Regions from separate parts of the Hordeum vulgare genome. Here region 2 is linked to region 1. A link is a contact called in public Hi-C data. All regions are on one chromosome and are shown on one strand. Each heading gives the region's core, a stretch centred on a gene start, on an enhancer-like site or on the middle of the called end of the contact. The rest is flanking DNA. Distances are from core to core; before and after follow the strand shown.

Region 1 (3,614 bases), core at 595-3,094:
TAAGAGCAGAGATCGAAACTGAAATTCCTATTTATATTTAATTAGCCATGATCAATTTTCTCATGTCTAAATTTATTCACAGTTTGTCCCAAAAGGACAATACTCCTCTTAAGTTAGCCATTCAGATAATTCTCTAGGATGTGAGAATGGAAAATTAAACTCAATGCCTACCTAAATATCCAGGGAGCCGAGAATGGATATAAGAAAAGCTACAATCTGTGTGTAGTCCAACGCTTGCCTCGGGAGTGGCAAAAACCTATACAAATAGAAATTATCCTTATGAGAAACTCTGAAGAGATATACATATAACTACACTGGAATCTAGTATTCAAGTACGATTGGGTCTCATTTAAAAATTTGTACAAGAATTATTCTTTTTACCAAATGTTCAAACGGATAGAACATCAATAGAAAAGGCATAGATACTTACTTAGTTACTTTGATATATGATAACTGGACTATTAAGAAAGTGATGCGCAAACATTTGGGAAATCTACAAACGAATGTATCACTAACAGGACATAAGTGTGGCATAAATTGATCCGTACCGTTTTCTCTGTGACAACTGCAAATTTCAGCGGAGCAACCATGGCCGCACCTCCACCCATGACAAGTCCATTAACAAGAGCCACCTGTATGAATGCACAAGCGTATATTTTCAGGATAAAACATCTCCAGTATAGGGAATTTTCCTTGAATATGTTACAAGGGCATCACCGTGGTTTTCTTGTATGTATGGATGTGATAGCAGAGCCAGTACATCCTATACACGACCTCGAGGCAGGAATCATCTACAAAGAAGTCATATCAATCAATATCTACAAACAGTCTGAAAATATAAATCACTGATGATGTAAATCAAACATCACAGCACGGCGACTCTGAGAATCCCACCTGATGATCTCCCTTCGTAGAACATCTTTAGGTCCCCGCCAGCAGAAAATGCTCGTCCTGCTCCCTGTTGATCATCAAACCTCACATTCATATCACTTGTGACAACTGACAATTGCTGAATACCACAACAGCTTCCAAACAAACAAAAAATTGTGCAGGACACCGAATTTCAGTACCACGTAATGTTATTGCCGAACATTAAAACTTGTTGAACATGACATTTGGCATTTCCTTTGGATTAGCGAATATATGCTGTACACTGGGTTAAATGCAATCAGTTTCTGTGTTGCGTTAATTTCCTGAGACTTGGCCAACTATGGGAAAACATGATGCTCTTATTTCCTGAGAGTTGGCCAACTATGGGAAAACATGATGCTCTTAAACACCAGCCCTGGTTACCATCCTAAGCAGTATAGCAGCTTAAACATGTTGCGGCATTTGCCGATGAATAGGACGCACCTTGAAGATGACCAGCTTGGCATCGTCATCTTTCTCCCATTTCTCCAAGAGCTGCGCTAGGAGATATACCTAGAAGCAAAGACAAATAAGCAGTCGCGAGCCGGCTTATTAGCATTCCACTGCAAAAAAACACACACTTCTGATCCAGCATCCCCCGAGCCAAGAGCGAGAGGGCGCACCACTCTGTCGTTGATGCCGTTGAGCTGGCGCGGGCGGTTGAGGGTGACCACCCTCGCGCCGTTGATCTCCTGACCGAGCACGACCTGCGCAGAGAGTCGGATTCCCGCGTCATCTCCTCCGGTGAGCTGGTGAGATCGCGGCGAAGAAGAGAAGCAAAGAATCGTGCTGGGGTCGTTACCTCGTCGGGATTGGGTTGTTGTTGAGCCATGGCGAATCTGGAGCTGCAGATTTCTTTGACGCGTACCAGCTCGCGAGGTGAGGCGGGTGCTCAATTGGGGTTGGTGAAGGGGCCATTGGTGTGGGAGGGAAGAAGAAGGGTTAGGGGAGTGGGTTGGTAAGCTAGGAGCCTAGGGCCTTTGGGGTAGGTGTGATCTGAGACGTGTTTGGTACCGGGGGCTTGACTACTAAGAGCATCTTTCGTACAGCCCTCAAACCCTTAAAAATAACCGTTTTTTCTACAGTTTTTATCAGAAAAACGGCGTAGACTAGAACCCTTAAACCCGTAAAAAAAATTAGAGGTCCAACCCTCAAACCCCTTCTCAGCCTGTAGAAGTGAAGGTTGGGAGGGAAAACTCCCCCCAACCCGCACTCCACTTCACACATCGCGCGGGAGGAAAAAACTGCTCCGCCTCCCCAGCTCGTCCCGCGTCCTCGCCGCCATGGAGGCCCCGGCCGCCGCCGCGCCCGCCCCCGCCCCCGGCCCCGTCCTGCAGCCGACCGGGGCCGACGTGGTGGCGGCGACCCACGTCGAGGCCAAGCGGCGGCGAGCGGGCCTTGCACCGCCTCCTCCCGCCCCGGCCGCCGCCGCGCCCGCCCCGGCCACCGTCAAGAAGAGCCGGCCGAAGGTGTCCTCCCGTGGGCCGCGAGGGGCTTCCTCCAAGGCCGCCGGCGCGTCCCCGAAGCGGAAGAAGGTCGCGGCGCTGAAGAAGCCCGCGGCCCCGACCGCCGCCGTCGCCGAACCTCCTGGTGGAAGAGGAGAGGATGATCAAGGTGAAAGAGGCAAAGGTATGGAAAGAACTCATGGTGGAAGAGAATGGGCACATGATGATGTCCAAGAAGGACATGGATCAAGAACAATTGCAATGGTGGAAGGACTACAAGGAGGAAATCGCAGAGAGGAAGAGGATATTTTGTGGTGCGTCCTCTACTCTTCGAGGTGACACTCCGATGAGTGGTGTGGAAGACGCCACCACCGGCGACAATCGAGGTGCTTGATGGACGTGGAAGTGGTCTAGGAAATGGCGTCAAGTGCAACTTTTTGGTGATGGTGCCGATGAGAGGGGGAAGATGATGATTGTGTGATGTAAAAACTATTAAACCATGCATCAATGATCTTTATTTCCGTGTTTGTTTGAAGGTTTATTATGTTTTTCTAGTGAAAATTGTGCAATGCCAAATGACAGTTTTAAGGGTTGGGGTTGGGACAAAGACTAGAACCCTCAAACCCAACCCTTATAACGGAATATTCCGTTATAAGGGTTGATTCCGTTATAAGGGTTGGGTTTGAGGGTTCTAGTCTTTGCCCCTGTTTTTCAACCCTTAAAAGTGTCAAAAATGGCAAATTCTCAACCCTTAAAAGTGGTTTTAGATTTAAGGGTTTGAGGGTTTTACTAGAGATGCTCTAAGTTGGATAGTTTCGTAGCGTCTTCTTTTATTAAATACTGTACACATCATTAAAAAAATCATGTATTGATTCAGTTTTTACGAAAAAATCGAGCTGGGTAGTTGAACTGGAGATTCGTCCACGGCCAATGGGTTACAACAAAGTGGACATGAAAATATTTTTCTCATGGACTTGTTTAGTCAACACGAAGTGAATATGAAAGTATGTTGTCCTTCAGGCAACTTTAGAAAGACAAATCTAATAATACTAATTTGGTTTATAGTTGTTGACAATTTTCTATATAAAACTGATCAGAACTTCATATCACTTCAGTTGAGTCAAAAGTTATTAGCCTTCTTTCTTTAGCGGGAGGGAGTAATATGATAAATAAAGTTTATGGTACATGAAGACGTAAGTGAGTACTTTAGGAGCCTCTTTGCAGACCTTTCACGATTCGCGGTCATGGCCGCCAATACAA
Region 2 (3,614 bases), core at 732-3,231, 420 kb after region 1:
GTATCATTGGACAACCCTCACTCGAGCTGGGAAGGGGTATATATAGTAGTAGTGGAAAATGACCGTTGGACGTCACTTATTCTGCGCACTTGCCGGACGTTCGACAAGCTCCGGTCGTCCGAATCAAAAGGAAGGGTCGGAAGATCGGACACTATAGAGAGCACGTCAGCGCAACAAAGGGAGATTTTAGCACAGTGTTCGGACGACCGAAGGGCGTCGGCTGTCCGGCGCACGGTCTTCCGGAAGGGCCGGACGTCAGGTCAGTTTGGTTATGTTGGGACGGCGTCGGAATTCCGGGCACATACGGACGTCCGAAGGTTGGTCGACCGGAAGGACCATAAATCCGAGGATTCAATGGTGGTGAGGAAGCTCCGGACTTCCGGGGGCATCAGACATCCGAGAGTTGTGAAGTGTCGGTTCGGAGGCCTCGGATGTCCGAGCCATCGGAGGCCCAAACAATTTAGTGTAGACAGGAACTCAACCATGGGATTTTTCTTAGATTTTTGAGCAAGTCTATCGCGAGAACCAGTGATACCCTCTTAATAGCTCGGGATCCCTATACTCAAGTGTAAACCAGAAAGAGATAGAGCTTTTTGTCTTGTTTCTCCGTACTTGAGTATCGTGAAAGCATCAATTATGATACACACAAATAATCTCATGGGAAGTATCCTGAAATGCACTTGACAGAGGTGATTAGTTCCCTATGTGTATGTTGTCAACAACATCAAAATATGATTAAGGACATGATTGCACTTTCACCTCTGCCCATCTCTTCTTCTCCACCAAATCCAACCCTAATCCTTCATTTTTGCCATCAAAAGGAGTAGATCGGACCATCCCAAAGTTGCTTGAGGTATTCTCCTTCCGTTACTCCAATTTTTTCAATCAAGATTGATTACTGTAGATGCATTTTTTGAAACATGGTGAACCCTAAAATTGGTTGTTTGTGATTTGTCCCCTTTCCCTTCTTCTTCTCCCTCTCTTATTCTTCATGGTGAAACGGTAGAAATATAGTGTGTTAAATCCTAAGATTATTTGTTGCTAAACCTATTATGTAGGATGTTTAAGCCGGATAAATACCCCGACCTTGATGATTATTACGAAAAGAAGCATCGTGTTGTGGTAGTGGAAAGAGGGGAGGTAATTATGTATCTACATTCTTTGATTTTCATATTGTGACAAATTGATAGAAGTAACAAAAAATGTGCGGGGGGTTTTAGGTTCCGTTAGTTCTTCGATTGAGGGGCCACAACCCGCATGAATCTCTCATATATGACCGTCGCTATGAGCCTTATTTTAGAAGAATGGATCTTCTTCAATTTGTGCTCAACTTTAAAGGCACACCACCCCGGCTGAACTCGATGGCCATTACTGCCCTTACGGACCGTTGGAGGCCGGAGACGCACTCTTTCCACCTTGCTCTTGGTGAGATGACCATCACTTTGGAGGATATAGCGATGATCTCCCGGCTACCGATCGAGGGCATGGCTCTTACCGGGAAGGTGAATTCTGAGGGGTGGCGACAACGGGTTGCAGGATTGGTTGGTGTTGAACCACCATCGTGGATTCATGAAACCAAGATGGATTCGAGGACATCCGGTGTGTTGTTCTCATGGTTACAAGAACATTTCTATGAGTGTCCACGGGATGCCAGTCCGGCTGTTGTGGAGAGGTACGCCACGGCTTACTTATGAAACCTTTTGACCCAAGTGGTGTTTCCGCATGGCACGGGGAATACGGTCTCATGGATGTTCTTGGACCCTCTTCGTAACTGGGTTGTTAAGTGGAGTTGGGGGGTCGGCGGCCTTAGCCTTCTTGTACCGGCAGGTAATGGTTACTATGATGCATACCGGATCAGCGTTTCGGGCATGTCACGTCACCGAGTAACGTGGGCTAGCCTGCTAGTGGGCCAGGACAGATTCACGATTTCGGACGGTGTTTTCATATTTCGTAGAAACGCAATCTACTTCGGCGTTTCTGTATTGAACGGGAACACCGTGGTCCATAACGTTGTCAAAAGGATCAGATTATAAAATTCTTCAGTTTCAAGTTCAGTTTGCGTGTATCTTCACTGACAAGATCAGAAGAGTGATTTCGACCGACCCTTGCTACACAAAAATAAAACACGCGCATTGTCAAAAAGAAGAGAGTGCAGTGCGCACCCCTTACTGATCGTGGACGGAGCAGGCAAAACAACCCAACAAGTCCAGAACCTCTGTCCGGCCTGTCCGTCCCTTCGAGAACAACACTTGTTCACGACCACGACTCTTCCCGCCGGGGCCCCGGGCTGCTCGTCCCTGGGCGTGGAGCTCCGACGACGATTTATGTCACGGGTCTCTGCTCATCACTTGAAAAATGAAAAATTCCACCACGGCTCCGTTGTTTTCCTTTGTCCTCCTCTGCCTTGCCTTCCTCCCCAAGAATCGTGGGCACAGAGTGCCCACGCGGTCTCCACCTCGTCAATGCTCCCCAAGAAAACCAGCCAGTGTCTTGCCGGGGAAGCCTTCTCCGGCCTAAATAGCAACATACTCTCTCCGGCTGTACGCAGCAAGCTAATAAACCCCACGCCCCACCCGCGCGCAGGCATGCCTCTCCCGCTCGGCGCCGACCACCTCGCCACGCCCGGCGCGGGCGCGGGCGCCGGCATGGACGCGTCCCTCTCGCTGGCCGGTGCCGCTACCCACGGCCACGGCCAGTACTACCTCCCCCTCAACGAGAACGACTCCCTCGACATGCTCCTCTTCGACGTCCTCCACGAGGCCTCCGCCCTGGCCGCCGCCCCGCCCTCCTCCACCCCTCCCCCGACGAAGACGGCGAGGGCCGTTGCCGCCGGTGGTACCGGCACGGCCGACGGCGGCGGGGCAGGCGCCGCCGGGAGGGCCGGGGAGGAGCGGCCGCACTACCGCGGGGTGAGGCGGCGGCCGTGGGGCAAGTACGCGGCGGAGATCCGGGACCCGGCGCGGCACGGCGCGCGCCTGTGGCTCGGCACCTTCGGCACGGCCGAGGAGGCGGCCGTCGCCTACGACCGCGCCGCGTTCCGCCTGCGCGGCGCCAAGGCGCTGCTCAACTTCCCGACGTCCGTCGCGGCGGACGGGGCGCGCCGCGGCGGCGCCGATGGGGCGAGGTGAACGCTGCGGCGGGGAGGTGAATCCGTGACGCGTGCGTTCCTTCGCTCGCCGATTGTTTCTTTCTCTTATATTATTATATTAGCGGTGCGTGGTCAGTTTCTTAGTTAGGCATCCGACATTGAATTCCATTCTGTAACCGTTCATGCGTGGTGGGTCAATTTGCGTTTGGTGGGTAATCGTCTCTAGCTTCGGGCAAAGGCACAAGATGCTATTTTGGTGATTTCTCTACGGTTATCAACCTGTCAATTGACAATTGTACAGCAGTAGTACTAGTATACAGCTTCATGAAGATAGTTGAGGGGACGAAGAAGATAAGTCATGCATTAACTCTGAGATTTTTTTTTTATTCAAGCTTAATATTTGCTGCTACGCGTCCACCGACGGATGTTTAGTAAACATCCGCCACCTCAACGACCGTTGGATGTATCGATGCAGTCGTCCGATCTACGTTCCCGCATTTAATAGTTCATGAAACAGAGGTCGAGT

Evidence for each region. A called contact is a pair of places that touch in the nucleus more often than the background predicts.
Region 2: a Hi-C map of seedling shows a contact between it and region 1, with 5 times the contacts expected there. The contact joins the promoter of LOC123440257 here to the promoter of LOC123444422 in region 1. A contact is called at or near these places in 1 of 6 Hi-C or Micro-C datasets (seedling) and 1 of 1 datasets of contacts at active chromatin or transcription factors (embryo).

What each region holds. Positions count from the first base shown.
Region 1 is chr3H:488,058,705-488,062,318 of MorexV3_pseudomolecules_assembly, forward strand. It overlaps LOC123444422 (3-hydroxyisobutyryl-CoA hydrolase-like protein 5), which reads right to left and starts at 1,845. Exons shown (of 15, transcript XM_045121126.1): 1 at 1,712-1,845; 2 at 1,533-1,616; 3 at 1,354-1,422; 4 at 895-958; 5 at 718-791; 6 at 549-632; 7 at 172-256. The coding sequence starts at 1,741.
Region 2 is chr3H:488,477,308-488,480,921 of MorexV3_pseudomolecules_assembly, forward strand. LOC123440257 (ethylene-responsive transcription factor ABR1-like) reads left to right here and starts at 1,982. Exons shown (of 1, transcript XM_045116833.1): 1 at 1,982-3,443. The coding sequence starts at 2,325. The coding sequence ends at 3,128.